7 separate regions of the Mus musculus genome follow, and regions 1, 2, 3, 4, 5 and 7 are each linked to region 6. Evidence: chromatin contacts called from public ChIA-PET, Hi-C, HiChIP or PLAC-seq and promoter capture Hi-C data. All regions are on one chromosome and are shown on one strand. Each heading gives the region's core, a stretch centred on a gene start, on an enhancer-like site or on the middle of the called end of the contact. The rest is flanking DNA. Distances are from core to core; before and after follow the strand shown.

Region 1 (3,555 bases), core at 251-2,750, 730 kb before region 6:
AAGGATAGCCACGAATCCTTGTTGTAAACGTGCTTAAACATTATGAGTGGTTTTTGCAAAATTTTCTGTAACTGTATTGTGATATTCTCAGCCACGAACTTTGTAAATGACAGCAACAAGGTATCCAAATGTCAAAAAGGCAGGGTATGCCTGTTCAGCCTCAAATGCATTTATACAACATCTCCGATTTTTAAGATATTTTATGTAATACAAACAAAATCACCTCAACTGAAATTCCTACCAAGACCTCCTAAGAGAATGTCCCCTTCTTTTCTGCAATTCCTCAGAAAAACACTACCTAACAGATACACAAGAAAACTGCAATCTGGGAGGCTGACTAGACAGCTCAGTGGCTAAAAGCACGTGTCCTGCAAGCGTCAGAATGGGAACTGAGATCCTTGTAGTCATTTAAAAGTTGAGGAGCACTCAGAACTGGGGAGGAGGAGAATGGGGTTCCCCGAGGCAAGCTGGTTAACCAACAAGGACCCGGTTAGAGTAAGACCCCGCCTCAGTTAAGAACGATCCAAAAAGACATCTAAAATTAACACACACTACCGGCACATATGCACCAACATCCACATGAATGCACATGCCCATAATCAACCAATGAAATGCAGATATCCACAGGGAGCATCTATAACGGATAGTGATTATCTGTAGGGCTAAAGGGTCAATTCTCTTCACAGTCAACTAACTACAAGGCAGCACCAAGTGTTGGCAGCCATGCACTTTCCTCTGGGAGTAAACACATTTTTCAAACCAAGCACTGCCCCAAGGAGACCTTTAGGGACACCCGGCCGGGACAACAGAACAGACTTCAGCAGTCGTTCCATCCCGCGATCCCTTGAGCTACATCCCTCCGAGTTCCTTCTCCTCTGGCAGAACACTGCCATTTTTGTTACAGTTCCTTTTCATTCTCTTCTCAAATAAAGGGCCGGGTTAGCCGGAAAGCAGGCACGGTCCGTGCAGGAGACTTCTCGCCACAGGACAGCCTTGGCTTTCGCAGACAGCGCCTCTCACCCAGGGGGGCTGCTCCCCAGCATCCTCCAGCCTGCGCCCGGCGGCCTCGTCATCTCCCGCCATGGTGGGCGAGCGGCAAGGCCACGGGTGTCGGGGGAAGCGCGCAGTGAGCCGCGGCTGCAGCAGGGCGCACTGGGACTCACCTCTCGAGTCCGAGCCGGCGGGAGGGAGAACGGCCGCGAGGCTCACTTGAGCCGCCAGCCAGGACTCCCGCCGCCGCGGAACACCCCAGAACGGCCCGGGGAGGCCAGCGTCTAGGGAAAGAGTCGACCGGTCCAAGCCGAACCTGCGCGCCCAGCAGGGCAAGGGAGCTGCGCGCAGCACACTGAATCCCCGGCCGCCGGTGGGCGGTGCCCTAAGAAACCAATGGGGAGCCGAGCCGCCCAGAGCGACGGCGCCGCAAGCCCGTTGACTCGGGCCATAGGCCCTCGCTCAGTCGGAAAACAGATCCCCCAACCAATAGTGGGTTCCCGGGCTTTCCTCATCTCTTCAGTTTCCGTTTCCGGGGGAAGGGACCGTGCGCGGAGCACGCCGGATCTCTGGAGAGACAAGTGTGTGCTAGCTGTCTGGAAGTTAAGGGCAGCGTCCCCGGTTGTACGGTTGGTTGGTGTTTTATGTCAATCTTAATATTGTTAGTCTAGCTGCTCTGAGGAAAAAAAAAAAAAAAAAAAAAAGATAATGAAGATGGATTCGCTTGAGGAACAGCGAATACCTGCTCGCATATGATGCAAAGGGATCTCAAGGGTTTGAGGGAGGGCGGAGCCAGAGCATGAACAAGAAAATAGGACCATACAACTAATGAAATAAAGACACGAAAAGGGGGCTTATACAGAGGAAATGAGAAGGAAAACGAGTGAATCTGGCTGGGATACATGAAAATATTTGTTTACTAACAGGACTACGTCATTTGGATTCGCTTATTCCGAACTTATCATACTTAGAACCAACAGTAAGAATACAATACTCAAGTAGAGGCACCTCTGAATAACTGAGCTTCTGGGTAATTGAACGAGAAGAAACTGAACATACAGTCTTGGGGAAAGTGCTAGAATAAGGCAGCTGAATACTTACTCATTCTTGCCAATGGATATAAACACACTGGCTATAAATGTGATGCCTAGAGAGCACAAATCCCAAAGTTCCAACCTTTGTATCATTTCATTGAGCTCTGAAAATCAAGCTCACAACTTGGGTTTGGTTCACTATCTTAACACCACCTTGTGGTTAGGTTTTTGTTTTTAACCATATCAAGGACCGTCCGGGGCTAGGCTGGTAACTGGGCTTCCAGGTGACCTGCCGGTGGTTTGCTTCTAGGTCTCATCAGAGCTACCTGGTGGCAAACTTCTATTGCACATGCATTGCGTTATTTCAAGTCATACAAAATGGTTTCCAAGTTACAGAGAATGATTTTTAAGTTATGTTCCTAACAGCAGGGCACAGGATTATATAATTATAAGACCAGAAGGAATCAGGAACACTTTCCTTAAAGGAAGAGATATGAAAACTAAGGCCTGAATTGATTTGAATTTTCTAGGAAGAAAAGCAAAATGAAAATAGATGAATAAAGTGTCAAAGTGTCAGATATTATGAATTACAAGTTGGTACTTAAGGGACTGGCCACATTTGTATTGAAAGATTATCTGTGGAATATAATAGTGGGAAGGAAGAAATGGAGTCAGACTTTTTGGGAGCTGTTTAGAACAGTGGTTCTCAATCTTCTAATGCTGGACCCTTTAACACTTCCTCATGTTGTGGTAACCCCTGATCATAACGTTTTTGTTTGTTTCTTTTTGCTACTTCATAACTGTAATTTTACTACTGTTATGAATCATAAATGTAAATATTTCTGGAGATAGGGGTTAGCCAAAGGGGTTATACTTCACAGGTTGAGAACCACTGGTTTAAAGATTCCAATTGAGAAATGTGAGGATACTTTACATACATCCGTATTTCACTTTTGTTGGACAAATTATTTAATCCGGACCCAAATTACTACCCACCTTTGATCATTTAGTTTCCGGATAAAACATACACACAACCTTTATAAACCTTAAACAGCACAAGAGCTGGGCAGATACCTACCCTCTATGCTATTAGAATCTATTTTCCTATAGATAACCCAAGTTATTACTTACTATGTTTCATCAATAGGAGGGAATTCATGCCAGGTACTGTTGAAGGGCCACAACTTGACAAGACAGACTCCATCTTGTAACCAGACCTCCATTTTATACACTAGGCCCTGTTCTCGGTTAAACTCTAATTTATTAAAAAACAAACAAACAAACAAACAAACAAAAAAACAGCTGGGTATGGTGGTGCACACCTTTGATCCCAGCACTCGGGAGGCAGAGGCAGGCGGATTTCTGAGTTCGAGGCCAGCCTGGTCTACAAAGTGAGTTCCAGGACAGCCAGGGCTAAACAGAGAAACCCTGTCTTGAAAAACAAAAAACAAAACAAAACAAAAAACAAACAAAAAACCCCCCAAAAAACAAAAAAAAAACAAAAACATACAAACAAATAAAAAACCTTTCC
Region 2 (3,556 bases), core at 94-2,593, 790 kb before region 6:
TCTGCCACTGAGCTACACACTCACTATCCTGTCTGACTTCCTCCAAAAAAATATTCATTAAAAATTAAAAAACAGCCAGTCGTGGAGGCACATGCCTTTAATCCTAGCACTTGGGAGGCAGAGACAGGCGGATTTCTGAGTTTGAGGCCAGCCTGGTCTACAGAGTGAGTTCCACGACAGCAAGGGCTACACAGAGAAACCCTGTCTCAAAAAACCAAAACACACACACACACACACACACACACACACACACACAAATTAAAAACCATGTAATGGGCGGCTGAGAGGGCAGGCTTGGCAGGTACCAGGACTTGTTGCTTTTGCAGCAGGGCCTGTTCAGTTCCCAGCACCCACATCTGCTTGTGTCTCCAGCTCCAGGGAACCCAAAGGGGTTAGAAACAAGCAACCAACCACCCAGTTAGAATAATTCTATGATACATACTCACCATTTTCCTTCTTGATGGTTCTAGGAAGCACTGTTTAATTTTTCAAATCTCCTACAAGAGAGAGGAATTAGTTCACTTTACCCTATCAAGTTCCCACCATACTTGTTCATCTTTATGGTAGATTTACAACGAAAAGCTTAGACTAGCATCCTCTAAATGAAAATCCTATCATAAAAGTGTTGATCCTACCCAATGCAACAAGCCACCCCAGTGCGCACTTACTTTACTCATTTTCTTCAAGGCTTTCTGCAAGGGAGGCATAGCCCCACCTCCAGGTCTAGTGCTCTAGATAGGCACTTGGAGCTCCCTTTACCCGGGACACCTACTTTACTTAAGACGTCTGTACAATACATTTCTATACTTCACACTTTTGTTTTGTTTTTTCCCAAACGCCACATCTTGCTAACTTATCAATCGTATTTAAAAGTCCCAGGAATACCATCTCCAGCCCGAGAGTTCACCACGAGGATCCCAAGAAATAAATTTGCACCAACGTGGGGCGCAGCAGGCGTTTGAGTGCACGGAGAAAAGGATAAAAGCCTTTCCCCCACACTCACCCACTGCGCTCAGCACCACTGCTGCGGGAACGGAAAAGCCTCAACTACAAGGGCCGGCATGCCTGCGGGTTCCAAAGGCGTGTCTGTGCGCCACAGAAGTGAAGCCCGGAGCCCTCCGCAGGGGACGCCCTACTCTCCCGTCAGTCTCTCCTCATCACACCGACTAGGACTCGGAGGACCACGCACCTCACCCCTCGGCCCCTGAGAGCTCTACCCACAACCTCACTAAGAAGCAGAACCCGCTGTCGCCCAGCAACTTCATACAGCGGCCTGGAGTGGGAAGCAGAACGCACAGGACCAATTCCGCCCAACTTCACACAGCGGCCTGGAGTCGGAAGCAGAACGCACAGGACAACTTCCGCCCAACTTCACACAGCGGCCTGGAGTCGGAAGCAGAACGCACAGGACCACTTCTGCCCAACTCTTTCCACAAAGCCAGGAGCTTCAGAGCAGAGCGGAAGTGATACACTGAAAGAGCTTCTGCGACTGGTGAGTTGTGAACCACTGAAGGGCTCGCGGGGGCTGTCTGTTCTTCTCGCTGGAGGTGCACATCGGGCTGGCTGTGGTGACTGCAGAGGGCCGGGGGAACATGAATATAGAAGGAGAGGTTGCAGATGAAAACTGCCTTGCTGCAGGAGGGGTGAGGGTGCTGACTCCAGGAATAAAGGCTATGCCACGCGGCCCTTGATTATTCTGGAAAAGGTCTTGAGCCATGCGTAAATGAAAGAAAAACCACACGCAAGTGCAAAGAGAGCTCTCGTGTAATTGAAAAATAGCAAGTGGCTGTTCAGAGGGCTAAAGATCATGTAGATTGACAATGGATATTCCCATCTCTCCATTGTACGGCAGCTCCAGCCCATTCAAATAATGCTTTAAATGTGTCTGTACTGTGAGCACATTGTCCGAGAAAAACACCGGGACGTGGTCGTGTCATCTCACAATAGAAGTTTATTGTATAACAAGAAAGCCACAAGTTACATCAGTCTCGTTGGTAGCTTGTTACAGGATGTTTGGTCACACTGTGAACCCCCGAGATTGTGTTATTTACCGATGGTGGGTGGGAGGAACCTTTCTAGTTGTGGTGTGCCCTTAGCACACATCTTTAATCTCAAACAATGAAGGTAAAATTAGTTTGTAGAAGGAAGCATCCATGTTTGAAAGTGATGTCTAATTGAATGGCAGACAAAGTGAGGAATCAGAGAAAGATTTGACAGAATAGGATATGCCCAGCTCTCTCCAGAACAGGGAGAAAAGATGGGCTACTTAAGGGGTAGTGCAGAGAGAGACTGGGGGCAGTTTTTACTGGGACAGTTATATATAGAGAGGATGCAGATAGAGAAAACAAGCTATGCATAAGTGAAGACAGACTGAGCCAAAGAACAAGAAGCAGCCAGAAGATTAGAGAGGATTGTCAGGCTTAGTTTGAGGCCATGCAGAACCATTCAGTCAGAGGCTGAGAGAGAAGCCAGATGAATCAGGCAGCTTGGAGAGGAGTTTGAGCCAGAACAGCTGAGTTGAACCAGCCAGCCAGCGCAAGCTCAGAAAGAACTAGAAAGGGTGAGCTTATTCGGCAGTAATTCTCAGAGTCTGAAAACATAATAGGCCTAGATAAGATTGTATGGAGGCTATAAGCTTCCAGAACTAGGCCTAGCTTAGCAGAGAGATGGGAGACGACAATTATACCAGGTGAATAAAAGATACTTTTACAATACCTGTTTGAGGCAAACACATTTCCTTTATTCAATTCTATTAACTCTCAGATTGCACATCACACTGTTTTGAGTTGTTTTGGTTCTTTGGTGACACTACTCTCCCACCATTCAGTGCACAGCCATGGAATATGTGGGTAGGGGCCCAGTGCTTTTCCTCTCTGTTTCTCTGTGTAGCAGTTGACGTGTGTTCAGGGGCAGCAGTTCTGGCCTTTTCTTGCCTTGGCTCTGTGCGTTTGTGGAGTGACCTGTCTGCCTCAGTTCTTGCTCGTGCTGCCCTAGAACTGACTGTATAGCTGAGGCTGGCTTACCCTCTACCTCCCTTGTGCTGGGATCACAGATGTGTGCCGCCACACCCAGTGGTGCTGGGGACCAAACCCTTGTGCATGGTAGCTAAGCACTCTACCAACTCAGCTACAGCTTAGCCTCTTGAATGTGTTAGTTTTATTCTGTCTACGTGAATATCTTGGAGTGTGGGTTTGTGCGTTTGTGTGCAGCAGAGATACAGGGTGTAAGGTTGAAGCAGTGGTGGGCAGAGCAGGGAAGGTGTAAGAGGGGCTGAGCATTTATATTGCGTCATACTCTGCTAGGTGATATACTAATGCCTTTGAAGAAAATGAAGAGGTCAGATGACTTGGCCGAGCCCACCATGCTGCAGGGTGGCAGGGCCACTGTTTGACTCTGGGTCAGTGGTGAGAGCTGTTTTACTCACGTGCTTTATGCCTCACAGTGCAGAGGTGAACGGTATATAAATACCATTTCCTGGGTTGTGATTTCAGGCACCCTTCTCCCTGGTTTCCGTATGCTGTCATCGGCACACCTAGTCCCTACAAGTGTGCAACGT
Region 3 (3,778 bases), core at 168-2,667, 840 kb before region 6:
GACTGTACTGGAGAGGAGACCGAATTGGGAAATGTGGCCAATGCGGAGGGAAGCTTTATGAGTAACGGGTTTGGCTATTCACCGTTTTTTGTGTCTCTAGCTCAGCTCAGTGTGTGACCTGGCAGTTTATTATATTGGTGGACCAGGCCGCTGGGGGGCCGTTCACTGGCAAGTTAACTGACCTATATGCCTTCTTTTCCCAACAAGACTAACAAGTGTCAAAGTCATAGGGCAGTTTCAAGGACTCAACGCAGTTAAGTGCTTAGGAGAATGTCTGCTACACACATACTACACAAACATGGCTTTTTAATTAGTGAAATACTGTACCCTTAACACATCAGAAACAAACATAACGTGGGGGACGTGGTAGTCTATCATGCAGAGTATGAAATAAGACTTCCAAGAGAAATGCCAACGGACTCAGGGTTAGAGGATAAAGGTAGGGGAACTTAGAGCCCTGATTCCCATCATTTCCCACTATGCTCCACGGCCTGGCCTTCCTAGGTCCCACCAAAGTTCAGTCCTATGGGCCACCAGTACCTCCAAGAAGTTAGGCTGTTGCTGCTAGGCTATTTTCCCACCGCTGCTCCTTCAGCGCTCCGACCTACCAACTTGAACGGAAAAGAATTGACAGCCAAGATCCAACAAACAGCGGCTTAAAGCCTTAGAGGCAAATCCGAAACTCCAAATACAGTATATGTTAAATGCCAGTGAACAGAAGTGCCTTCCATGTACGAGTAAGAAAGATTAAAGGTTTGAGTACAGGGACGGTGGATGTCAGAAATACCCCTGGCTCTCCTAGAATTCACTCTGTAGACCAGGCTGGCCTCGATCTGGAACACGCGAGAGAGAGAGAGAGAGAGAGAGAGAGAGAGAGAGAGAGAGCGAGAGCGAGAGCGAGAAGTTGGTACATGGAAAGGGATTTTAAGGACAAATCCCGGTGTTTGGGGGATGGCGGATGAAAAGGGCACAAACCGGATGCGGGCAGTTTTATCTGTTGTCCCGGAGAATACACCTTCTGAAGGTCCTTATCTCGGGAGACTTTGTGATAAAGGCACATTCTTGAGTCCTGCACCAGAAGCAATTATAAACCCTGCGGGTGGGGGCCTCGCAATCTGGTTTTAACAAATTCCCAGTCCACCGCAGTCAGGGGACGAGCACCCCTTGCAAGGCGTGGTGACAGGCCGAGGTCAGACTTGCCCTCAGCACACCGCATCGCAGAGCAGGGAGGCCGGGCTGCAGTCCTCACCCAGGCAGAACCCTACAGACGCCCCGGCCTCTGCGCCCGCCGCCCAGCATTCCCCCTACCCCCGGGCTCCAGCTTCCGGAGGAGGGGTCTGGGCTGGACCGGGACGGACTGGTCCAACTCGCGGCCGTTGAGGGGCCGCTTCCCACTCCCATCCCCGCCCGGAGAGGGGGAGGCCGGCCGCTGCGGCGGAGGAAGGGGGACGGGCTACCCTGGTACAAGAGTCAGGGCAGCCTGGGGCTTTAGGGTGGGACAGAGACGCCTACCACCGCGGTGTTAGCCGGTGCCCCCGAGCTGCAACCCCGCGGCCTTCGGCAGGGGGGAGTGCGAACTGGCGCAGGGTAGAAATCTCGCGATAGCAGGCCTCCGGGGCGGGGGTGGCGCCTCTTCCTCCCCTCCTGCTCGCGTTAGTTCCGGTCGCAGAGGAGACAGCGCCGCAGTTGCCGCCAGCTCGGGGATTTCTGGCTCTTTTCTCTTCGCCTTAAATTCGGTGAGGCGAGCGCGGCGCAGCGCCGGGGAAGAGCGGCGCGCCGTGGCCCGGAGGAGGAGGAGGGTGGCGGCGCGGTTCGGAGGGGCCGGCGGGACCCGGGGCCTGGATCCGTGGCCCGGGCCGCCGCTCTGGAGGGCGGGCGAGGCCGCGGGGCGCCGGGGTGGCGGCGCGCCCCCGTGTGCGCCCCGGCCGGCCTGGGTAACAAAGCCGCCGCGGCCTCTGTTGGGTGATGTACGCGTGGGGAGTTCGGCGGGCGGGGCGCAGCCGCCGCCACCACCGCCGCGGCCGCCGCCTCCGCCGCTGCTTTCGCGGGAGGGCGGGCGGATGTACGGGGCGGCGGGGGCCCCGGCGCGCAGCGCCTCGGCGCCTGTGGTCCGCTCGGCGCGGCGGCCACCACCGCAGGCGACAGGGTCGGTGGAGAAGGGCCTGCGGCGCTCCGGGGCCCGCCGCCCGAGCCCCGAGAGGCGGGAGGCACGGGAAAGGGTGTGGATGTGGAGACACGTGCCCGGGGAGGAGGAGGCGGCTGGGGCTGTAGCGTTTGCGGCCAGCTCTCAGTTTTGCATCTTGGAAGGGTGCAAGCGGGCTCTGCGGCTCTCGGCGCCACTTTGGAATGAGGGCAGCGCTGATGCGGTTCAGGGCCTTTGACAGATAGCTCGTGACCGCGACAGTCCTCTAAGTTCGGGTTACTTAGAAAAAGTGGGAGATGCAAAGAACGGTGTAGGAGAGACTGAGTAGTTAGGTTTGTGGTAGGCCATTTGCCACCAGACAGGGTGATAGTAAAATGCTTTATCAAGGTGTAGTTCCAGCACTTACATCAAGGGGTTCCTGGAGAGGGAAACTTACCTGCACCCTCTCTATTGCCTGTTAACTGAAAGCGTCTTGGGCTTGCTTTAATTGTAATTTTGATTTAAGGTTTGATACTTGGTTTAAGAAGTTAATATTACTGGCACGGGTGTTTTTAAGGCCTTCTTTCTCCTTTTTCTAGGGTGTCTTTTATGAATAATCAAAAGCAGCAAAAACCAACGCTATCAGGCCAGCGTTTTAAAACCAGAAAAAGAGGTAACTATTTATTTGTAACTCACCCTCAAGCTTTCAGACATATCTTGGTTTCTCTCACAGTCAGGTAGCTGCATGTTACTAACCCGAAAATAATAGAAACTTGATTTTCTCTTTAACTTCTATTTCAGATTAACTGCTCCCTTAGTGTTTCTCTGCTTTCTCAAATTTCTTTCTTTCTTTTCTTTTCTTTTCTTTTTTTTTTTTTAGTGGCTAAAACCTGTGACTTTAAGCTCATAGTTTAAAGAAGAATTTGAACAAAGAGGGCTAATAGAAGGGGGGGGGCACTCCTAAAGTCCCTGATTTCACCTAGACTTTGTGGAGATATGTGAAAGTGACTCATTTATAGAGTGTCTCACATGGCATAGGTCTGGGAAAAGAGTGTGGGTAGAAATCAGATTTCAACTTAAAGAATTATAGAATGAGATTCACATTAATTTTTTTTTTTTTTAAGGTTTAGCAGAGTCTTAGATTGTAGCTCAGGATGGCCTCCAAATGCTAGGATTAAAGGCCTGAGCTCCTGGCAATCTGGGGATTGAATCTAGTACTCCTATCAGAGGCTCGCAGATCTCCTCTGAGTTTCAGGATAGCCAGGACTACACAAAGAAACCCTGTCTTTAAAAAACCAACACCAACAAAAGTTTTTTGTTTTTTTTTCGAGATTCTCTGTATAGCCCTGGATGTCCTGGAACTCACTTTGTAGACCAGGCTGTCCTTGAACTCAGAAATGAATTCTGCCTGCTTCTGCATCCCAAGTGCTGGGATTAAAGGTGTGCACTGCCACCACCACCCAGCAACAAAAAAAAGTTTAAATGGTATTCTTTGAAAACTGGCATTGGCCGGGCATGGTGGCATACATCTTTAATTCTTGCAGTTGGAGAGGCCAGTAAATAGAGGTCTAGTTAGTGAATTCCAGGCCAGCTAGGGCTACATAGGGCTGCTTCAAAAAGATGAAGCACACATTAACCTGTTGAGTAGTTTTGAGG
Region 4 (3,630 bases), core at 474-2,973, 810 kb before region 6:
CCTGCCTCTGCCTCCCAAATGCTGAGATTAAAGGTGTGCGCCACCATGCCCGGCCAGATTTTTTTTCACCTTGTTTTCACAATGCCCAAATTCATATTAAGTGAAAAAGGTTTAAAACCTTAAGTGAAAAAGGTTAAAACTTAAGAAAAATGTATGACAGCTCTTTCAGAAGTTCAACTTACAGGTTCACAAGGTTCAATTTCTACCCAAACCAAGTCTCCGACCAACGTAACCACAAGTGACCCTAATTAAGAAGTTTTTTTTTAACTGGGCGTGGTGGTGCACACCTTTAATCTCAGCACTCGGGAGGCAGAGGCAGGCGGACTTCTGAGTAAGAGGCCAGCCTGGTCTATAAAATGAGTTCCAGGACAGCCAGAGCTATACAGAGAAACCCTGTCTGGAACAGCCCCCGCCCCCAAAGTGTTTTGTTTGTTTTTGGTAAAATACCAGTTTGGATGTTATGAAGTGTTTGTTTACAGCTATTAAAAAAAAAAAAAAAAAAAAAAAAAAGCTGCTCAGCAGATGACCTCAATTCCCAATTCACCGTCAAGTAAATGCCCACGGTCCCCGCTGACACTCTTACTGCTAGCAGAGGGAGACTGGGAAAATTATGAAAATATGGGAGGAAAGCCTGAGAAGGTAACAGGCGCGCCTTTTATGCCGAGTCAACAAAATTCGGGCTCCACCAATAAAGCCACTCTACTTAACTGTACAGGACAGGCCATGATGTTGAAAATAAAGCTGTTCAGAGCGGAAGTGACGTACAATCTTAGGGTGTTCCCCTCCTGTTTCCTAAAGGTAAACAACTCCCCCGTTACAACTTTGTTTACAAAGGAAATTTTCTATAACTTTTTTTTTTTTGAGACAGGCTCAAAGGGGATTAAAAGGCGAGCGACAGGCAGTACAGCCCGGCCGTCTTGAGTTTTAATGTTACAAAACCTAAGTAAATCCTAAACCTTCTTAAAAATCACTTGTTCCTCGCTCTCACAAGCGCTGTCCCGGTGTGCCTCGTTTTCATTATGCTCGACTTCGCTATCTATCGACCGCCTCTGAAATTCTTTTCTTCGTCGAAGGCGGAAACTACACAGAACTGAGGTGACAGCCTGCTGTGACGCTGTCCCCGCAGCGCCCATCTCTAACAAGATCAGCGACCGCAGCGTGTGGGGCCGGCCTGGTTACCAAGACCTTTCGCTTCAAATATAAAGAAAAACAGCACCAAAACCTGCGCCGTGCCACCGCCGAGAGCAAAACCAGGACCGACCGAGTCCAAGCGAAGGCCGCGCCCTGGCGCCGCCATGGCGAAGGACGAGCGCGGCCTTCCCCCTACCGCCATCTTAGGTCCCGCCGCGGCAGCTCGGGCTCTTGCAGTCGGCCGGCCCTCCTCGGGACGCGGAGCCTGCGGGCATCGTCCCCGCCTACGCAGAAGCCAGCGGCCAGAGCTCCGCAGCCGGGGCACAGAGCCCCTTCGCGTGGCTCCGCCGTGAAGAGCCGCAGCGGGGTCCTTGGAGGCGGCGGGAAGATACAAGGAAAGGCCCTGACAGACACCGCGTCTTACCTTTCCAACCCTGAAGACAAAGCTTGCAAGGCGAAGACAAAGCTTACAAGGCGACGGCGAGAAGTCTGCAAACGATTACGACGATCTCCCAACACAAAATGGTGCGGACAGACGCAGTGCGAGCTTCTTCTCGGAAAAACTGGTGACGTAGATGGGCGGGGCCTATACCGGTCCTGAGTGCGCAGGCGCGGGCCCGCTGCCCAAATGGGCGAGGGATGGAAGGACTTGGTCCTGACTGTCCTTGCTGTGGCTTCTTGAGGATACTTAGACACTACAGGTTACAGTAATAGTATAATCCACGCTCGCTCTCCCTCTCTCCTTTTTCTCTTCCCTCCTGACTGCAACCTTTTAAACTACACCAACAAAGTATCTCTGGTTAGTAACTCAGTGACTACAGTTATGTTGACCTGTCTTAAACTAGTTTTTAGTGGTTGGGTATGACATGCACTGACGCCAAAAATGTTAGAAATGAGCATGGTGGCACACGCCTTTAATCCCAGCACTTGGGAGGCAGAGACAGGCGGATTTCTGAGTTCGAGGCCAGCCTGGTCTACAAAGTGAGTTCCAGGACAGCCAGGGCTATATATACAGAGAAACCCTGTCTCGAAAACCAAACCAAACCAAACAAAACAAAAAGTTAGAAATGGTGGAACAGGAGCGGAATAGTGTAAATAGACAGATTAGTAAGTAGTCTTGAAGACTTTGAGGATGCCCCCCCCCCCCCCATAGTAGCTTCCCCCAGCCTTGAGTAGGCTGGCTTTGACCTTGTTGCCACTGAGAATGAGACTACCTGGGGTGGAACCTTCCAACTTAGATGGCTCTATTGTTCCGTCACCTGCCACTGCTACCTGCTGAGAGGCCCTTTAGATATTCCAGAGACTTCATCCAGCAGATCACCTACAGGCTGGCAACAGGCATCAAGAATGGCTTGGGGGGCGGGGGGTTATGGTTTTGAGACAGGGTTTCTCTGTGTAGCTCTGGCTGTCCTGGAACTCACTTTGTAGACCAGGCTGGCCTCAAACTCAGAAATCCGCCTGCCTCTGCTTCCCGAGTGCTGGGATTAAAGGCGTGCGCCCCACGCCAGGCTTAAGCACAGACTCTTAGTAAACTTGGGGGCCTTGAACAGAAATGTGTCTTGGCCTCCATTATTTCTCTCGCCATTTCCTTCCATACAGCTCCGGCCTCCCACTCAGGAACCCAGTTAGTGTGGCCTCAGGCGGCTTAACTCCTATTTCGCTGGTAACTCTAAAAAGGTAGATATTAGGGGGAGGAGAAAAAGGGGGGTGCGTAGGTATCAGTTTTGCAACTCCTTTGCTTTCACCTTTAAGAGTTAATCTAGACCTGGGCATGGTGGCATATCCCAGCACTAAGGAGGCAGAGACAAGGGTTATCTCTGAGTACAAGTTCAGTGTGGTCTATATCGCAAATTCTAGCCAGAACTAAAAACAGGGGAAGAGGAGGGTGCTGGCGTTGGCTTAACAGGTAAAGACACAATGCCACCAAGCCTACCTGAGTTCAATCTCCAGGAAACACATACTGGAAAGAGAGAATCAATTCCTACACACACACACACACAAATAAAGTATTTTTTAAAGAAATTAAAAAATTTTTTAAAAATTTAAAAAATTTTAAATGTACATGTATGAATATTTTGCCTACATGTATATGTTGGGGTCCAGGAGTTGGCTCACAAACCACACAAACACTGATCTCAGTCAGACAGGGATAGTTTATTGAACATATGCCCTAAGACTGATCGATCAGGGCTGCAGCTCAGAATTCGAGGGCTGAGCCATGACTACAAACATTTCTCAGGGACAGCTTATTAAAACACACACACACACACACACACACACACACACACACACAAAGTGCTGTGAATTCATACCCAGGTGCAGGAAGTGCTGCCCGGTAGTTAGCTCTGACTCCAGCCATTTTAGATGTAACATCTCATATTGACTTTTAACTTGATGGGTCCTACATAAAGCTTTGTGGAATTTCTTAACATTAACAAACCTCATACAGAACATAACAGGATATGTGATCAGCATGACCCTGCTCTGAGTCAAGTTATT
Region 5 (3,507 bases), core at 506-3,005, 810 kb after region 6:
ATGATAAATGAAAATGACCAAATGACCAATGGGAAAACGGTAACAAAAGTTACTTCACGTAAAGAGAATCTCCAATTTCAGAAATATTTTAAAGTCCTTTACACATCCCTTCTGTTGCTAAAGAAAATATAAATAATACAGATTTAAAGAAGTTAAAAATAAGATTTTACTCAGTGTATGTACTACAGAAAACCAGAGTTTGTTAGTATAAAACAATGTAGTCTATTATGTTGCACATTTTGATATTTGGTCTTACTTCAGTCATTGGAATAAATTTAATTTTCATGACAAACATCTACAATGAAAATATGGATTTCTGCTTTTCCCATCAGTCTCATGTTTAGTTTTGTTTTTTGAACTGGGATCTCATCACCCTTCTAACTCTAAGATTATAATGATTTCTCTAGGGCTGGAGAGATGGCTCAGTGGTTAAGAGTACTGACTGCTCTTCCAGCGGTCCTGAGTTCAATTCCCAGCAACCACATGGTGGCTACAACCATCTGTAATGGGCATCCGATGCCAACTTCTGATGTGTCTGACGACAGTGACAGTATACCTACATACATGAAATAAATAGATAAATCTTTTTTTAAAGCTTATAATGATTTCTCTAGCAGTTAGGATTGCTGGTAATTAGACAGTGCTTTGCTATTTTTAATACCTACATGTACAACCCATTTCACATTATTAAAATAAGTACAGAAAGTTCAAAGAAAACTGGTAATGTTATGAACTGATAATATAAGATGATTTTTTAACTTTGGTCATATAAAATATATATATATCCACCATTAGGAGATGTTTTCTTGGCCAGTAAATGTATAACTGAAAGATATAATTAATTTCCATTAAAGAATGAGGTACCTGTAGCTGCTAAATATTGATGTATTTACAATATTACTTTACAAAACTTCGCTTAAGCCAGAATCAAATAATCCAATACTTAAATACTTAGAGCCCAAACCGCAGGGAAACATCATCTCCCCACAAACTATTTCAGCGACCCAGAGTTGCTAGCAGGTTGTGTGTTTTGTGCATGAAGATCATACATTATATGGCATCCCCGATTCACACACACTACTGGCAAGCCCACAGCTCACGGGTAGGACGCCAAGCAGGATTGTTTTTCCCGTCTCCATTTTTCTTAGAGCATCAGGTATCGGCTGCCTGCATCATCACCCAGGTGAGGTCAGTGGTCAGAGACACCTGGCCTGCTTTTCCCCAGCCGAATCCGTGCGGTGATGCTGGGGTCCCCACCTGGGAGAGGAGGCTTTGTGCACCGACACCCCCCGCGAGGTGATGCATTCCGACATCACCACGACCCGCAGCTTTGCTTAGGTTCTGTTCTCACCACGTCCATCTCGCAATTGGTCTGTTCTGAAGACATCCCACAACAGGACAATAATAGTAATAAATTAAGCGCGACGTACATAGGCAGCCAGCAGGAAAGCACGCAGGGCTGTGAGCATCTGCCCCGTATCGGGAGCGCCCAGGCCGGCCTCAGGCCGCGGCTTCCTTCCCCTGGAGGGAGCGCAGGAGACGCCCCCGCCGCGGACGGGTCGGGTCCGCCGAGGCCGCCGCCTGAGGCCGGCCCACGGAGAGCGCGCGGCCCGCGCCCCCGCCCGCCGTCGTCATGGGAACCAGGTTTGGCCACCGCCGCCCGCCGCCCTGAGGGAGCGGAGGGCCAGACCCCGGACCCTCACCGCGCCGCCGGAGCCGCGCCGCTCCTCGCCGCTCGGGCCGCGCTGAGCTCTTCCGCGCACCGGCCCAGCCGCCGCCCGCGAGCCCGCGAGCCCGCGCCCGCCGCGCCGGTGCGCCGAGGTGGGGGGCTCGGCGGCGGGAGATTTAAACCCGCGGCCCTGCGCGCGGCGGCTCCGCTCGGCTCCGCTCTGCGCGCCCCGGCGCCTCTCTCCGCCCGCGGAGGCCGCGCGCCCTGGGTGTCGCTTGCTCGTGAGAAGTGACGGGCGCCAGGCCCTGAGTCCCGGACCCTCACTGAGCCGAGGCAGCCGAGGTGGGTGCGTGGAAGACCGGCTTGGCCTTGTCTCCCGGCTCCTGCCTTCCCCTCGCTGCCTCTGCGCCTCAGTTGCCACTTAGTACTCGGGCTCGGCGCGAGGCAAGTGTTCACGCGAGGCGTCACACCCTCATCTTTAAAGGTTTAAAGAGGGACAACTGTTAATAACTGACTTCAAGAGCAAAAGTGGTGTCCGAGCCAAAAAACCCCAAGGGGGGGGGGGTGGGAATGGAAATAAGGCTAATGGAAAATTATTACTGGTAAGGAATAATAAACTCAAAGTGCTTTCCTTTTCAAGTTTTAACGTCCAAGTTCAACTTTCCTAAAGGTTTACAACATACGAATTAATTGTATATATGACATATATAGGCTGATAACGACCCCCCCCTTTAACTCTTAGGATAACCATCTGAGGGGTCATGGAGAACTACACGAAGTAAGGGGTCCAAACAGAATATTAATTACAAAGTAGTATGTAAAGTTTTTAAGTTTTAGACTAGAAAAAGAGCTACTTCTTCTATAAAGGGCTGATTTGAACTATAACTTTTAAGATAAATTTAAATTCTTACAACAGCTATTTTGGATTTCAAATAATGGGCAAATACTTGAAATTGTATGCAATATTGGGACATTTTCCCCTCTAGGAAAGTGTCAAATAGCTCCTCTTGCTCCTCAAAGTCCAAATCCTTGGAGGAATATGAATTAGCAGGAAGCAGATATGATTGGTCAACTATAGTTCTCCGGATCTTCCTTGTGTCACACTGAGATGGGTCAGTGGGGCCGCAGCTCTTTCTAAGGCTCCAGAGAGGAGCCCAGGCAAGGAGCGAGTGGTAGTCACAGCTATTGAATGAGTCCAGCTGTCAGCGAAGCAACAGGTGAGCAAAATGAAAAAGACTAAAGATGGGCAAAAACTTTGTGTGGAGGACCACAGTACAACCATGGCAAGAGTGAACTGCAGTCTGGACTGCTGACCTTGAATTAAAGGCCTCTGTAATCGAAGCTGGAAAGCTCCTGACAGGTAGCCGCAGCAGCTCCTGCAGGAGTATCTCTACCTCCCAATAGCCAGAAACCTGACAGAAACTTCTGGGTGCCCCATAACCACTTCAGAACCTACTGCCCTTCCTGACAGGGCTAGAAAGCAACCCACTGACCTGGCTGAGAATGTGTTAGATGGATCACTGCTAGTCCCCTTCAGCTCCAGGTTTTTTTATTTATTTAATTTTTAAAAAGGATTTATTAAAATAAATAAGTACAGTGTAGCTCTCCTCAGAAACACCAGAAGAGGACATCAGATCTCATTACAGATGGCTGTCACCCAGCATGTGGTTGCTGGGATTTGAACTCAGGACCTCTGGAAGAGCTGTTAGTGCTCTAAACCTCTGAGCCATCTCTCCAACAGCCCCAGGTCCAGGTTTTAACAGCTCTTCCCTGGTTGATCCAATTTTTAAAATTTGACTTTTTATTGTTGTTCTTTGTTTGTTTTCCTGAGACAAGTT
Region 6 (3,741 bases), core at 1,066-3,565:
TTCCCAGCAACCACATGGTGGCTTAGAACCATTTGTAATTGGATTTGATACCCTCGTCTGGTGTGTCTGAAGACAGCTACAGTGTACTCATATACATTAAATAAATAAATAAATCTTTCAAAAAAAATAAACGTAACTCCGCTTCATTCAAAATTTCTTTCCTACTTTTAAAAAACAAAAGGTCACTATGGAGCCTGGCTCATGATATACTAAAAGAAAGTTGTTAACTATAAAGAGCTAATATATATTGGTCATTTCTGAGGGTCCAGGCATAGTAATAAATGATACATAAACCATACATGTAGGTACTAATACCAGAAAAGTCCAGTGCAGAGATAAGGAAACTGAGGCAAAGAGGCTCAAAGAAAGATGTTCAAGGTATTTCTAGATCCAAAGCCTAGGAATTACCACTATGCCTCTATTACTAAACAGAAGGTTAAAATATTACAATTCACTCTTTGTATGGCAAAGCCCACTTGTACTTGGGATACTAAGGCAAGAAGATCTCCACAAGTTCTAGGCCAGACTGGGCTACACAGTGAGTTAAAGACTGTCCAACTGCCCAAAGTTGGGGTATGTACGGTGGGACACCTGTAATCCCAGCAGCCCAGAAGCTAAAGCAGGAGGATGAGAGTTCAACACTGGCCCAAACTACAAATCAAACATTATCTAAATAGATGAATGTAGTTTTTAAACATTATTTAATTTTTCTTCCCAAATTACCTGTCTAGTACTACTATAGGCTAAAGAACCAAAAATATAAAGTAAACAAGAAATCTTTCACTGATTTCATTACCTAACACATTGTGATGGCTGTTCCTGGTTGTCAACTTGACTACATCTGGAACAAACTACAATGCAGAAATGGATGGCTCACCTGTGATCCAGATCTTGAGGCTAGACTACACAGGCTTTTGACCCACATCTTGACATGGGACAACACAAGTCTTGAGGCATAGTGGTCATGAAAAGCTTAGGCCCAGGCAAAGTAGAACACGCCTTTAATCCCAGGAGAATGAGGCAAGCAGATCTCCGAGTTCAAGGCTAGCCTGGGACAAAGCAAATTCCAAATCCAGGGGTAATGGCACACACCTTTAATCTGGGTCACACCTTCTGCTAGAGGCCTACATAAGGACATTGGAAGAAGGAAGGCTCTCTCTCCTTTGCCTGCCTGCACTCCTTTGCCATCGAATCTATTGGAACCTACTTCTTCAGGATTCCAGCTTATCCAGAAGACCAGCTAAAATAACTACCCTCGTGGGACTGAGCAACTATTAGATTCTTGGACTTCCCATTCCCGTTGTTGGGCTAGTTGGACTGTAAACTGTATATCACTATGATAAATTCCCTTAATATATACATTTCATAAGTTTTGTGACTCTAGAGAACACTAATACATACAGGTATATGATAAAAAACAAAAAAGTATGGCCTACTGTTTTTTTGCATTTTTGTACCTGCTCCAAATAAACCTACATCACACAAGTTTATCCTTGACAGTCATTTAAAAAACAGATACAAATATAAGAACAACAGAGTAACAACCTTAATTTGGGTACAGCAGTCAGTTAATCTATAAGAAAGTGCTGCTCTTGACCACCCAATTCAACCAGTGTGTTTTCCCTCTTTGGTAACCACAGAAGTACTAAACAGTAGCTTGCCTCTACAAATCTACAGTTGCTTGTCTGCAAATAGCCCTGTTACCTGGAGGACCAACATCAATGTGAGGACCATTTCCTCAAGATCGCTCCAGTGTTCTTTCCTGTCTTCACGATGATTCCTTTGATGACTTGATACATTTAGGGATTTGGTCAAACTACCACTGATTAATACCAAAGTCCTTTTCATTTTCAGCAAACGCTGTTTCAAACCACAGACCCTCCCCGCCCCCCTTCACTTTTCCCCACGATATGCATCCTGGGGCAAACCCACCTAGGACACTCAGCAAGGTTCACTGTCTAGCCAGCTGGGCGCCCACTGTGGGCATTCAAAAAACCCTCTGAGCGGATGGGCGTAAGCAGCGTGGGTGGAGGCGGGAAGAGGGGACCCGAAGGAATGCCACACAGCTCCGACCACGGCAGTGGGGCGCTGGGACCCGGAGGGTGGGACCCGGGCCGAGCCACCACGTCCGGAGCTCTTCACAGGCAGGCGCCGTCCCCGCAGGCCAGCCCAGCGCGCTCCCGCACCTCCGCCGACCCGCCTTCGAACCCAAGGACCGCCCGGACCCGCGCGGGCTCACCTGACGCTCCCGCAGCTCCGCGCTCTTCTCCCGGCGCGAGCCCGACTGCACCGCGGGTACGCGAGATCAGCTGATTCATGGGGGCGGGGCCTCCAGGTAGGGGCGGGGCCTCCGGCGGCGGGCTGGAGAGGCGGGCCCGCAGAATGGGTGGAGCTAGGCAAGAGCCGGTGACGGCGTCCGACAGGGATCAAGATTGCTCCGAACGCATCAGTGACTGCAGGCAAACCATTCAGTCAGGGCAGAACCAATCGTCCTAGGGCGGGCGCACTTTAGAAGCAACCGAAGACTCAGTGAAAGGACCTAACTCAATAAGCGTTTCCATGGTAACGATAGGCCGCGCTTGAGGATGGAAACTACTGCAAGTTTTGTTACCTCCTCAAACTGCGAGAAATGAAGAGAAAATCTTACCTATCAGAACATGGCTGCACACGTCTGTAATCCCAACATTTGTGAGATGAAGGCAGCAGGATCAGGAATTCGAGGCCAGCCTTGAGAACGTGTCTCAAGAGAAATAACAAAAGTGAAAATACGAGCTACCTTTAAGCTGCATGACGTCATCTCTTCCCGAGTGTGCCTTTGCCGCGTGTCCACCTTAAACGGTAAAGAGTAGGAAGAAACTATTTCCTCAGGGCTCCTCAATATACAGCGTTAAAATTGTTTTTGCTTGCTTCTTAGTCTCACTACCATCCATACTTGTCACGGTCGCAATCCTCCCGCTGCACCCCTAAGTGCTCCCTTGAATGTTTTGTGTAACAGATGCTCTCAGAACACAAGCCAGAGAGAAATCTGCTGCTACAGAGTGTGCATCGCGGAACCTACAGAGTTACATTTATTTACTCATTAAAGATAGATATATTCCCCGAATCGAATGCCCCTGCGTACAAATTCCCAACTGGTTCCTCCAACTCAGGGTCTCTCACCAGAGCCTTATCAACTTCAGTGCTAGAACAGAAAAGTGTACAGCCTTGAGAATGGCGCCACCAAATGGTACAAACCAGGGATGTCCTGCAGTTAATGAAGCCTGGACTCTGGCCGCCCTAACAAGCTACCTGTCCTCCATAACACAGCTAAAAAAGACAACAGTGAAAGAAATTTATTCAATGAGACTGCACTAGGAAAAAGAACTAAGGGGCTGGTTCAGTAAACCCCCTAAGTCTATCTTTGGAGCCTTGACATAAGTAGAAGGCTCAAGGTGTGATCTTGCCCATGGTAAACACATCTTGGTTGGTCCTGCAAAGCAAACTGACAAGTTGTCAGAACTAAGAACCAAGCTCTCCTGATGGTTTGCACCCAGAAACCCAATCTCTTCCTTCTCCAGTGAGACTCTTGAGGAAATCTAGTTCTTTGGGGCCCATTATCCTGTTAGTCCACTAGTCAAAAGGAGGGGCACACGTGTCTCTCCTCAGAATATCTTCACTCCTCTCAGGATGGTCACACAGCTTCAGCTGAGACATCCGTGTGGCCAAAGTATTTCGGAGCCTACACCAGTCATTTATACACTA
Region 7 (3,540 bases), core at 519-3,018, 650 kb before region 6:
AGCAAAATGTAAGCTTTCTTTGTGACCAAAATACCATTATTCTTGTAAAAAGATAAAAGACAAGCAATAAAACACCAGTATCATTTAAATTTTTTTATTTAAAGCACTGACAAATACCTCAGTGTGCTGGACATTTCAAAACAAATACTAATGACCCATTTCTACTCAAACAATATTTTGAGAGAAAAATTCTAGCTTTATATGTATATGCATAAATGTTTATGTATATGTATGTTTATGTTATGTATATGTATAAATATTTATGTATAAATGATCAATAGTAGAAAAAGATTACATCTTAGAAAGTTTTTCTAACATGTAGTTAAATAACAAGCCCAGAAAGACAATATACTTCCTGGATACATTTGTCCTCATCGTCTAACTTGACGGCAGCATCTCAGGCCTCTTACATTTTAATAATTTATAGTGCTACTTTTTAAAGATATTTTTCCAATGAGTTATAAAAGTGCCCTTCCACAATATTCGCCGACAGGGATTTGTTTAGGACTGTATTTCACCATTCAAACCGTGGATTTAAAAGACTTTTCAAAACAAAATAGTTTTAAATTTGTACATAAATTTTATCTATGTCCATGACATTCAACGAACTTATTTTTTTAAGCCTAAGGCATAACTCACAACTAGCTTCCTAGACTTAACAAGGGAAATCACTTAAAAGTTGACACTCCTCTGCTAAGATTCCCAACTTATTTTCACAGTCCTTAACACTGGGGGCGAGTTGTCTACCAATTTACTGTTCATTTTCTAATCTACATTTATCTTCGTCTATAGATTTAAAAGGCTCTCCACTTTTCTGAAGGTTAAAGCCGCAAAGCAAATTCCTGTACTACAAAACACGAATCTGACAACATTCCTCTAAAGCTAACATCGTGTTGTCTCGCAACCAAAGTCCATATTTGGGATAAGCGCTTCGTGACTACTCTTGCCTTCACGCTGTCCTCCTCCTACAGACCCTGCCTCGGTAGAGAGAACGCTGGAGCCAACAAGAACAAAGTGCTCAGATACATCAATGGGTTGCAGAGCTCTTCTTCTACCAGGGTCAGTCGAGTTACTTGGAAAAATAACTGCCATGGGTTACATAATGTACAACCACCAATTTCTAGAGCTGACCACCAATAAATATCTTTCTTCTCCGCACCTCTCCCCATCCCAGCAAACGGCCCTAAGAACACCTAGGATTTCACGCAGGTGTCTGCAATACCACGTCCTTCTCTTACCTGAGGCTTCTTGCAAGACATCCCTTCAGCCCTCACTACCTGTGTCTTGCTCCCGCCTCCTTCCCGCCTCAGCCCGCGCCACCGACACCCTAACGCCCTTGCTAGGGCCCCAAGTTGCCCCACAACACTCATCCCCAAGCCGCCTCGGCAGACGCCTTCTCCTCACGACCCTCCCGAGCTTGCTCCCAGGTCTGCAGGGCTTCGGATCCAACAGTCCTGCTGCCTTCCCACTTCACCTTCGTCAGCTCCCGACTACGGCGTCCGAAGCCGGAGGAGAAATTCCTCTTCACCCGGCACCGTGCGCCCCCCCCCCCGCAACCCCCCCAAGACAGCACCGCCGCCTACCTGTCACCCCGCAGCCTCAGGCTTCCTACCGCCACCGCCACCGCCACCGCCTCCCGCAGCAGCCTGCCAACTGCAGCATAACAACCAGCCTTCTCATTGAGTGGGCCCACGCGCTTAATAACAACCGCTCTCATTGGCTGCGCTATGACTTTGGCCCGCCTCTCGGTGCTCCGCCTAAAGATTCCGTCCTGGAGCAAGACAAACACGGCTTTATCGTCCTTCTCCTCAATATCTTCTACCTCAAGCAGACTCCAGCTGCAAAGTGTGGGAAATAATCTCTACTTCCAGGCTCCTTCATGTCATCTCTACGTTGTCTGGGAGCCTTGCGCCAGTACCGGAACGTTTACCATCTCCCCCATTTTCCTGTCGTAAGAAACTAGAGGAAACAACGTCCGTTTCCGGTTGTCTCCGGCTGTAAGGTTGAATATTGAGTGTCCCGGGAGGTCAGATTGCTGTCAGGTAATTTAGGGAGCTGGTGGGAGACTTCTGGATTACGCATAATCTAAACTTTATCCAGGGAATGCAGAAGTGGAGAGGGCTGAAGGGATCCGATAAGACCGGGAGAAGATCCGGGATCTAGCTAGGGAGCGCCGCTGCAAGGTTCTTGCTGGGCTGTGTTGAGGCGGATGAAGGATGTCTTGAGAATTACGATGGTTGTTAAATCCCAGAGATGTTTTAAACCGCCGCTACCAGATGCAATGTACTCCTCGCCTCCTGGCTTTTTGGGTTGTATTTGAATAGGGTAAAGAACAGCTCAGACCCGAAAATACTTAAAACTAGAAGAAATAATTGCAACGGTTGCTTCACAAGCTTGTATTTTAAGTACGGTTTCCCAAATATAAGTGTTTACGACACAGTGCTTAAGTGAAAAAGAGCAAGTCACAAAATCAAGACTACTGCATAATCCTAGGATTAAGGATTGGATACTAAAGTAATAGCAGTTCATTTGTATTTTCCCATATTTTAATGGTCATCTCAGTTTTTAAATGAGGGAAATTTGAGATACACCCTTGAAAATCCCTGATAAACTGTAAAATTATATGTAATGGATGTAACATTCTTCTTCCTTAGGGAAAGCAAGTCAACATTTCCCCAGTGCTAGATAGAACAAGCCATCGTTAGTGAAGGTTGATCATCACCAAACTTTTGAGTTCACTTCTGACATAGGCAGATAGCATTTAAATTTTCCATAATTATGTGTTCATTCATGGTTGAATCCTTTTTTTTTTCTGTTCTTAAACGGACAGTTCTAAAGGTGAAATAATTTCCTGTTGTTGAGCCCTCAGTGCAGTAGAACTCGCTCATTCTGTGGAAGAGGAGAGAACCAGTTGGATTAGGTTGCCCTCTGACCTCTGCATGAACATCCACACACACACACACACCACACATGACTTTAAAGAAATACTCTTAAAAATAGGAGCCCAGCATGATGCACAGGCTTGTACTCCTGGCAGTTGGGAGACAGAGACAGAAGGAGTAAGAGTTCAAAGTTTCCCTGGCTACATACCAAGTTTGAGGTGAGACTGAGCTTTGTGAGACTGTCTCAAGTAAATAAACAATATTCTTGTAAGATAGGGGTGGCTCATACCCCAGTGATACAGTAATGTGTGCTTTATTTGGAAAAAAAAATCTAATAAACATATTCAATGTCATGCACATTCAGGAATTTCTCTTAAGAGATAACATCCAGTAGAAATGCAATGGAAGCCATATATGTAAAATTAAAATTTCTAGTAGACAGTAAAAGTAAAAAACAAATTCATCTAACCCAGTATGTTAAACATATTTAAGCCTGAAGCCTGGTGTGGTTGCCTTTAATCCTAGCACTTGGGAGGTAGAGGCAGGTGAGTCTCAGAGTTCAACACTAGTCTAGTATACAGAGCAAGTTCCCGGACAGGGCTACACAGAGAAACCTTCTCTTGAATAAATATGTATATTTATATATACTATTAATGAA

Evidence for each region. Promoter capture Hi-C pulls out the DNA fragments that hold promoters and counts their contacts. A called contact is a pair of places that touch in the nucleus more often than the background predicts. ChIA-PET counts read pairs in DNA pulled down with a chosen protein or histone mark. HiChIP or PLAC-seq counts read pairs in DNA pulled down with a chosen protein or histone mark.
Region 1: a contact with region 6 is called in a Hi-C map of forebrain, with 5 times the contacts expected there. The contact joins the promoter of Orc2 here to the promoter of Als2 in region 6. A contact is called at or near these places in 2 of 39 promoter capture datasets (liver and pre-B cells), 2 of 484 Hi-C or Micro-C datasets (erythroblasts and forebrain), 4 of 115 datasets of contacts at active chromatin or transcription factors (astrocytes, embryonic stem cells and stem cell-derived neural progenitor cells) and 2 of 9 other capture datasets (adipose tissue and liver).
Region 2: an RNA polymerase II ChIA-PET map of memory CD8 T cells shows a contact between it and region 6, with 23 read pairs. The contact joins the promoter of Ppil3 here to the promoter of Als2 in region 6. A contact is called at or near these places in 5 of 39 promoter capture datasets (3T3-L1-derived adipocytes, erythroid cells, hippocampal neurons and 2 more), 1 of 115 datasets of contacts at active chromatin or transcription factors (memory CD8 T cells) and 1 of 9 other capture datasets (liver).
Region 3: a contact with region 6 is called in an RNA polymerase II ChIA-PET map of memory CD8 T cells, with 23 read pairs. The contact joins the promoter of Bzw1 here to the promoter of Als2 in region 6. A contact is called at or near these places in 2 of 39 promoter capture datasets (liver and pre-B cells), 3 of 115 datasets of contacts at active chromatin or transcription factors (effector CD8 T cells, memory CD8 T cells and microglia) and 2 of 9 other capture datasets (adipose tissue and liver).
Region 4: a contact with region 6 is called in a promoter capture Hi-C map of pre-B cells. The contact joins the promoter of Clk1 here to the promoter of Als2 in region 6. A contact is called at or near these places in 5 of 39 promoter capture datasets (erythroid cells, fetal liver, hippocampal neurons and 2 more), 3 of 115 datasets of contacts at active chromatin or transcription factors (double positive thymocytes, extraembryonic endoderm stem cells and thymic regulatory T cells) and 2 of 9 other capture datasets (adipose tissue and liver).
Region 5: an H3K27ac HiChIP or PLAC-seq map of microglia shows a contact between it and region 6, with 6 times the contacts expected there. The contact joins the promoter of Ica1l here to the promoter of Als2 in region 6. A contact is called at or near these places in 1 of 39 promoter capture datasets (liver) and 1 of 115 datasets of contacts at active chromatin or transcription factors (microglia).
Region 7: a promoter capture Hi-C map of pre-B cells shows a contact between it and region 6. The contact joins the promoter of Ndufb3 here to the promoter of Als2 in region 6. A contact is called at or near these places in 12 of 39 promoter capture datasets (the 3T3-L1 cell line, 3T3-L1-derived adipocytes, the HPC-7 cell line and 8 more), 3 of 484 Hi-C or Micro-C datasets (CD4 T cells, natural killer cells and uterus), 4 of 115 datasets of contacts at active chromatin or transcription factors (astrocytes, embryonic midbrain, memory CD8 T cells and 1 more) and 2 of 9 other capture datasets (adipose tissue and liver).

The regions. Positions count from the first base shown.
Region 1 is chr1:58,503,609-58,507,163 of GRCm38.p6, forward strand. Orc2 (origin recognition complex, subunit 2) reads right to left here and starts at 1,501. Exons shown (of 18, transcript NM_008765.3): 1 at 1,164-1,501. Gm15834 (a long non-coding RNA gene) reads left to right here and starts at 1,508. Exons shown (of 4, transcript XR_865442.3): 1 at 1,508-3,555.
Region 2 is chr1:58,444,143-58,447,698 of GRCm38.p6, forward strand. It overlaps Ppil3 (peptidylprolyl isomerase (cyclophilin)-like 3), which reads right to left and starts at 1,344. Exons shown (of 7, transcript NM_001285827.1): 1 at 1,004-1,344; 2 at 447-497. The coding sequence starts at 449. It overlaps Nif3l1 (Ngg1 interacting factor 3-like 1 (S. pombe)), which reads left to right and starts at 1,009. Exons shown (of 7, transcript NM_022988.3): 1 at 1,009-1,492; 2 at 3,492-3,556. The coding sequence starts at 3,515.
Region 3 is chr1:58,391,481-58,395,258 of GRCm38.p6, forward strand. It overlaps Bzw1 (basic leucine zipper and W2 domains 1), which reads left to right and starts at 1,418. Exons shown (of 12, transcript NM_025824.4): 1 at 1,418-1,736; 2 at 2,722-2,795. The coding sequence starts at 2,732. It overlaps Gm39644 (a long non-coding RNA gene), which reads right to left and starts at 1,063. Exons shown (of 3, transcript XR_003947828.1): 1 at 976-1,063.
Region 4 is chr1:58,422,365-58,425,994 of GRCm38.p6, forward strand. Clk1 (CDC-like kinase 1) reads right to left here and starts at 1,724. Exons shown (of 13, transcript NM_001042634.2): 1 at 1,556-1,724.
Region 5 is chr1:60,041,367-60,044,873 of GRCm38.p6, forward strand. It overlaps Ica1l (islet cell autoantigen 1-like), which reads right to left and starts at 1,756. Exons shown (of 11, transcript NM_027407.4): 1 at 1,431-1,756.
Region 6 is chr1:59,234,916-59,238,656 of GRCm38.p6, forward strand. Als2 (alsin Rho guanine nucleotide exchange factor) reads right to left here and starts at 2,316. Exons shown (of 34, transcript NM_028717.6): 1 at 2,240-2,316. It overlaps Gm33667 (predicted gene, 33667), which reads left to right and starts at 2,440. Exons shown (of 2, transcript NR_168353.1): 1 at 2,440-2,838.
Region 7 is chr1:58,584,629-58,588,168 of GRCm38.p6, forward strand. It overlaps Ndufb3 (NADH:ubiquinone oxidoreductase subunit B3), which reads left to right and starts at 1,769. Exons shown (of 3, transcript NM_025597.3): 1 at 1,769-2,042. Fam126b (family with sequence similarity 126, member B) reads right to left here and starts at 1,705. Exons shown (of 13, transcript NM_001310598.1): 1 at 1,584-1,705.